Regions from separate parts of the Rattus norvegicus genome. Here region 2 is linked to region 1. Evidence: chromatin contacts called from public Hi-C data. All regions are on one chromosome and are shown on one strand. The core of a region is the stretch at or near the end of the contact, and the rest is flanking DNA. Distances in the headings are between cores, read along the strand shown.

Evidence for each region. Hi-C and Micro-C count contacts between places; a contact is called where the count stands out from the background.
Region 2: a Hi-C map of the A7r5 cell line shows a contact between it and region 1, with 3 times the contacts expected there. The contact joins two enhancer-like sites. A contact is called at or near these places in 12 of 12 Hi-C or Micro-C datasets (the A7r5 cell line, the Rat2 cell line, Schwann cells and 7 more) and 1 of 1 datasets of contacts at active chromatin or transcription factors (oligodendrocytes).

Annotation. Positions count from the first base shown.
Region 1 is chr6:29,975,505-29,978,798 of GRCr8, reverse strand. It overlaps the pseudogene Pym1-ps2. Among named protein-coding and RNA genes, the nearest start is that of Plb1, 47 kb to the right of the region's middle. Within about 2 kb of position 1,623, at least 8 of the 93 cell types and tissues checked have an H3K27ac peak or open chromatin away from gene starts, as enhancers often do. A contact at or near this core is called in the A7r5 cell line, where this site is marked.
Region 2 is chr6:30,603,465-30,606,758 of GRCr8, reverse strand. No RefSeq gene overlaps it. Among named protein-coding and RNA genes, the nearest start is that of Slc4a1ap, 48 kb to the left of the region's middle. Within about 2 kb of position 1,793, at least 58 of the 93 cell types and tissues checked have an H3K27ac peak or open chromatin away from gene starts, as enhancers often do. A contact at or near this core is called in the A7r5 cell line, where this site is marked.

The DNA.
Region 1 (3,294 bases), core at 374-2,873:
CTAGGATCGGCATGTGACTGTCTCTAGACCTTGGATCAGGGCACTGTCCTCCTGTAAAACAATTCAGATGCCCAGGAGGATCCTGGCTAGTTCAGAGCACACTATAACCTCGTCCATCATTTTCTCCCTTCCCCCATTCTTCCCCCTCAATGTCATGAGGTGTTTCTGGCCTTAGTGTGGAGCAAAGAGGTAGCTCCTCTCAGAGTGTGGCCCTGGACCACAACCATGTTCCTGCACTTTCCAAGAGGACAGAAACCATGACCAAAGGGGGAAAAAGATGTCTATAAGAAAGTAATTCTTTTAACGTGTGTGTGTGTGTGTGTGTGTGTGTGTGTGTGTGTATGTGTGTGTTGCAGAAAATGGATTAGCACCACTTCTAGTTGGACATGGCCCATGCCTGTAATAATCCCAGTGCTGGTTGACCAGATGGCTCAGCCTAAAATGGCAGTTACCATGAAGCTTGACCACCTGAATCTGACCAAGAGACCCACAGGGTAGGAGGAGAGAACCAGCTCCTACAAGTTGTCCCCTTCTGACCTGCACCCGTAGCTGCACCCCTATAACAAAGTAGAGAACGCACGCCTGTTTGTCCAGCATACACAGAGACAAATAAATACATGTAATTAAAAAAAAATCCCCAGTGCTTGGGAACCCAAGGCAGGAGGATTGCCATGAGCTACATAGTGATTCTTTTTATGTAGCTTCTACAGCTGGAAAAATACTAAAATACTACGATTCTGAATAAACCAAGACAGGTCCATCTATCCTAAGATGTCTCTTGGCAGGTTCTTGTGGGGACTTCCAGCAGTATGGCCAACCCCACCTTCCCGATTCATTTCCTGGTCTGTGTCCTCGAGGAGCAGTGAGATCTGGCAGTTGGGACACCATCTCCCTCCTCATCCCCCATGCCTGTCACCAACCCTGGCACATAGTTGATGCCTTGTAGGTAGCACTATGGAGTTGATCCTCAAACTGGGACACCACAAGAGGGAAGAGGGTGTTATTAATAGTTGTGCCATCTGGAACCATATTGGACAAACAGGTGTCTGTCTGTTCTCTACCTTATGCATAGGTGTCTGTCCATCTGAACGAGGCTCTGTCTGACACTGAGGTGACTTCTGTCATACAGCTGCCTGCTTCTTTGCCAAAAATATTCATCTCGGTGCCAGGAACGGAGCCACAGGCTTCTTGTTCTTTAGAGCACGAGCTCACGCCAGCCTAAGGAAGGAGACACTCTTGTTAAGAGAGTCAACTGCGCTTAGAGGGGTTAATAATGCGCCTGAGGTCACACAGAAATAACAGAAATACAGCTGCATCCAATTCCATCTAAGTCAGAGTGTTCTAAGCCTACTGTGGAGCCCAAGGTGGGTCTGACAGGAGGCTGGCCAGGCTGGATGGACTGGGACTAGTGTCTCCCTTCCCTCCTGGACTCTCATGCCTAGTTGGGTTCTCTCTTCAGGGCAGATGGAAGAGGTGGACCCAGTTGGGTTGCAGCAGGCCTGAACTGGAGCTCTGTCAGGAAGCTGGCTGGGCACTTCCTCAGCTGGTCTCCACCTACCCTCCCGCAGGACCTGGGCCCTGCCAGAGACAAGCCAGACAAACACAGCTCACTGGTGCCCTCTGGTGTCTGACTCTTTTGGCCCCGTTGCTCCTCTAGGGAACATCACACTGTGTTCTCTCTGAGCAGGGCCCATGAGAGGGTCACCCAATGTAGAATCAGATTAGGACACCGAGCATGTCAGTAATGACTCTGGGATGGCAGACACAAGATGGGACTATTCCAGGCTGGGTAAGTCATGTGGTCATTCTATCTAAGCTTAGAACCATCTCGCTGTAACCTCCAGAACCCTCTCAGGAAACAGCCTGGTGAAGACACCAAGATAACATGTAAGTGCTTAGCAGGAAAGAGTAAGGAGTCATTGGCTAATGTGGTCAATGATTGACTATTAGTCTCTCTTAGGAGCAGTCGGCAATCTGGTGTTGCTCTGGGAGCCCATTTCCAGGGGTTCAGACAGGATAAGGTGCACCCAGAGCTGTCAATGAAGCAGGAACGAGGGGTCTGGTCTTTACATGGGCTGGGAGGGTGCTTCTGGGGCTCAGTCATGTGGCGTGAACAGCAAACTCAGCATTCTGGCCTGTGAATGGTCCAGATATCCCTCCTCTGGCAATTTAGGACCTTGCCAGGGCAGGGAGTAGACAAGGGAAAGCTCACTGTCGCTGAGACAAGACCATTTTGGTGTCAGCCTTTGAAGTGGTCCTCCTGTCCACTAGCCGTGTCCTGATGCTAACTGAGGTGACCTTTTCCCTGCTGAGTGTCCAGCAGGTGTGGGCGAGCATCCTTCCATGCCTCTGTTGCACACTCCGCCCTCCATTTCCTCCTCGAAGCCTCCATCCCCATCAACCTCTGGCTTCTGGCAGGATCAGGGATCTCTGATGGGAATTGGTCCAGGATGACCAGCAGCTGTGATACCCCTAAAACCAAGTGAGGTCTGGTACAGGTACAGGGCCTTGAGGTCCACCCTGTGAAGCTGCCAATCACAGGGAAGGTGCTAGTGACCAGAGCCAGGGTAGAGGGACCACCTCAGACAGTGAGCAGAGTATGAAGGTGCCTCAGGAAGAGGAAACAGGAAATGGCAGGACAGAACTCAGAAGGCCCCCATATGGATCTCAGAAGGCAGAGGTGGGAGTTGGGGAATGATAGAAATAGATTACCATGGGCTTCCAGGGGTAGGGGAGGGCAGAGTCTGTGTGGCTTGAACATTGTGTGTATGTAGGTTTGATCCAGAGGCTTGTAAGTGACTTTAGCAAAGACAAGAGGGGGACAGACACCATTTAGAAAGAATTCTTGCAGCCTAGGGGAGATGGCTCAAGCCTGGTGCCTTGTCCAAGAGAGAGGAGAAAGCTTCGGGTTGGTTTTGTGTTCCTCAAACCTGTTTGCCCACGTCTTTGGCATCTGTGCCCCGTGAGGAACCTGCAAGGAGCTAGGCATGTCTGGGCCTGAGAGTGGCAGTCATATATGAGGCCATGCACTTCCTGCAGATGCTCCCCTGCTGGGGTCACCAGGGGCCCCTTTCGAGGACCTTCTTCCTGGTCTTTGCTCACCAGAGCAGCCCAGAACCTCACACCATAGCAGGTGGCTCTGTTTTCTTCCTGCCCACCTGCCCCTTCCTCAGTGCCTTGGCTCGACACGAGTCTTCCTGCCCACACTCACTCTCACACTCATCCTTGAGCTTTGCATAGCCAGCCTCACACAAGTGCCTGTAAGCATTGAGTCTGGAGAGAGAGCTTGGGGTT
Region 2 (3,294 bases), core at 544-3,043, 630 kb before region 1:
CAAGCAAACAACCCTGGGGGATTGGTTAACACTGGGCTTGAAGAGGAACTAAGTAACAGGTACCCTTTAGACTATGAACCTGGGGTCTAAATGTCACTTCACCCCTAACCTGGTCTGCCTTACCCACTTAGTCATTTCATGACTTGCTTTTTGTTGAGGGACATTTCTTGAATAATTTTTTTAATGTAATGAGGGAGATTAAAGTGAGACAGATTGAAAGTCAGAGGAGATAAGAAGTCAAGAGTGCCCATCACAATGTGAAGGGAGGGTTTAGGGTCACAAAGAGATGGGAGCCCTAGAGAGTTCCCAAGGAGATACGGGCAGATCGGTGCCTATGTAGAGGCAGGAGGACAGCTGTGGGAAATGGAGGATGTAGGGTCAAGAACAGAGCTATTTCAAGGGCTGACTCTCATTATTAGCCACGCTACTTCTGGAGATGGGCTCCTGGCTCTCATTCAGTGCTCTAGAAGTAACTTATTTTACACCACTTCCTTAATTTGGGCTCAGTTTACCTGTTTCGGCCATTTTGATGGCTAATACAAAAATACTTTAGTTTGAGTAATTTTTTTAAAAGATTTATTCATTTATTATATGTAAGTACACTGTAGCTGTCTTCAGACACACCAGAAGAGGGCACCGGATCTCTTTACAGATGGTTGTGAGCCACCATGTGGTTGCTGGGAATTGAACTCATGACCTCTGGAAGAGCAGTTGGGTGCTCTTAACCGCTGAGCCATCTCTCCAGTCCTTGTTTGAATAATTTTTAAACGATAGATTTTTTTTTTCTGTAGAGTTCTAGAGACTGGGAAGTCCAATATCCCAAGGCACCAGCAGCTTCTTACAAAGTAAAAACAAGCTCTCTCAAGTCATTTTCCTAATCCTGTTCTTGAAAGAGGCTCCTGTGAGACTTCGTCATCTCCCAGAGTCTCTGCCTCCTAGTAAGTAGTGTGGCCTGGTGGTTGTAGGGACAGAGGGCACACGCCTTTAATCCCAGTACTTGGGAGGCAGAGACAAGAGGATTTCTAAGTTTGAAGCCATCCTGGTCTACAGGGTGAGTCCCTGGACTGCCAGGGCTACACAGAGAAACCCTCACTCAAAAAATCAAACCATAAGAAGAAAGAGAGGGAGGAGGAGGAAGAGAAGGAGAAGAGGAGGAAATGAAGGAGAAGAGGAATTGTAGCCTTTGACATTGTTCCTTTGTTTTGTCAGGGGAACACCTGTATTCAGATCATAGGGGTTAACTTTAGTTTAAAATAAAAAATTAGGTAGGCTGCCAAGCCTGACTATCAGAGTCCTACCCCTGAGACTCAGATGATGGAAGGAGGCCTAGGTCCATCCCACGTATGCTCTTTGGTTGGTGGTTCAGCCTCTGGGAGCCTGACTTTACCTGTCCAGGACTTTAACGGGGCTCTCCAGCTCCGGGAAGTACATAAACCTAAAAGTACAAGGAGACTAGCTGTGAGTAGACAAGTTTCCAGGATGGTATGTAGCCTTCATCAGCGTCTCTAAAGGGCCTTGGTCCAAACAGTTAAAGACTAGAGACACCGAAGCAACAGACATGGAAGCATTCACATACGCCCATCCCTAAGCACAAAGGCACAATTTATATCAGGTCTCTGTCAATTTCGATCCCTCACCCCCTCAAATCCTTGCCTAGAAATCTATGCTAGCTAGCCTCCTTCTGCCCTACCAGGGGGAGGGGAAATCCGAAAGCCTATTTTTAGGCAGGCCCTGCCAAGACTCCCCGCAGTGACTGGGCTGCTGCTGGGCCTGAGGGGTGCCCGCGCCCCGGGAGGACAAGCAGTGTGCGGGAGGGGCCTGCGGGCACGAGCGGATGTCACGGCTTACCTCAGAGCCCGAATTAGAAGCCTGAAAAAAAAAATCACAGCAGGAAATAATGTGGTGCCCAAAATAGAAGCATCAACTGGGAGAGAGGCCGGGAGTAGGTGGCATTTGAGGCTCCTGCAGCGTCCTCCCCAGAGGCCTCCTGACAACCATCAAGCGGGTTGGCATGAGATTGCAACCCAGTCCGAGAGGCCACAAAGGCCCTGGCTGGCTGTTCCGGCAAGGGAGGAATGGGCGGTAAAGCAGAGGATCGCGAGCGCCTTCTTTTCCCTCCATCACAATTTTCCAGCTTTCTCCTTCCCTCTCCAGTCTCGCCACCACCACCACCGCCACTGCCACCTTCCTCTTTTTTGGTGTATCCCTCAACCTCCTCCCCACACAGTGATTTCTGGCTTCTTCCCCACACTCTCTAGTGCTCCTTCTTCCCTAATACTCTCTCCTCCCTCCCCACACCAAGTCCTTCATTTTCCCTTGGGGGCGCTCCCCCCCCTGTTTTTGGATGCCTTCCTAGGTAACTGGTGGGAGCTCAGTTTAGCAGCAGCTAACTGAGGGTCAGCCTCCTGTGCCTGGCTACAACCTGACTTCATTGATCTCCCCTTCACCCCGCATTCAGCACCCTCCCCACCTCTTTAGAGAGTAGGAAGCCCTGGAGTCTAAAGAAGATGGCAGAGTCAGGATTCCTTCCTCTGGCCCCCTGCCTCAGGAGGGTTTGAGAGGAAGAAAGAAAAGCCAGACTAACGGCACGGCACGCTACATGCTTGGAGGAGTAGAAGGGCCAGGACTGAGACACAGGAAGTACAGTCCCTCTACTGACCTTGAACTTGCACCAAGTTCATTAACTTGGTATTTTGCTACCCAGTTTTCTTCGTGAAAAGTAATTTGGTTTTTTGTTAATTTATTTTTTTCTGAATGTAAGCGCGAGGCATCCCATTATATATGTTGGGAAATCTCAATTGTTAAAAATTCCCAAGGTGGGGCTGGAGAGATGGCTCAGTGGTTAAGAGCACTGACTGCTCTTCCAGAGGTCCTGAGTTCAACTCCCAGCAACCACATGGTGGCTCAAACCATCTGTAGTGGGATCTGATGCCCTCTTCTGGTGTGTGTGAAGACAGTGACAGTGTACTCACATACATTTAAAAGAAAGAAAGGAAGGAAGAAAGGAAGAAAGAAAAGAAATTCCCAAGGCGAAGTGTGATGACATACACCTTTAATCCCAGGACAGGAGAGGCAGAAATGGGTGGATCTCTGAATTGAAGCCCCGTCTCCATGGTGAGTTCCAGGACATCCAGGGCTATGTAAAGAGACCCAGTCTCCAAAAACAAGTGAACAAAAATTTCTAGCTAAGCATCATGGTACATGCTTGTAATCCCAGTACTCTGTATCCTGGAGGCAGAAACAGGAGGATAGCCACAAATTCAAGGTCATATATTATATATATGTATGTATATA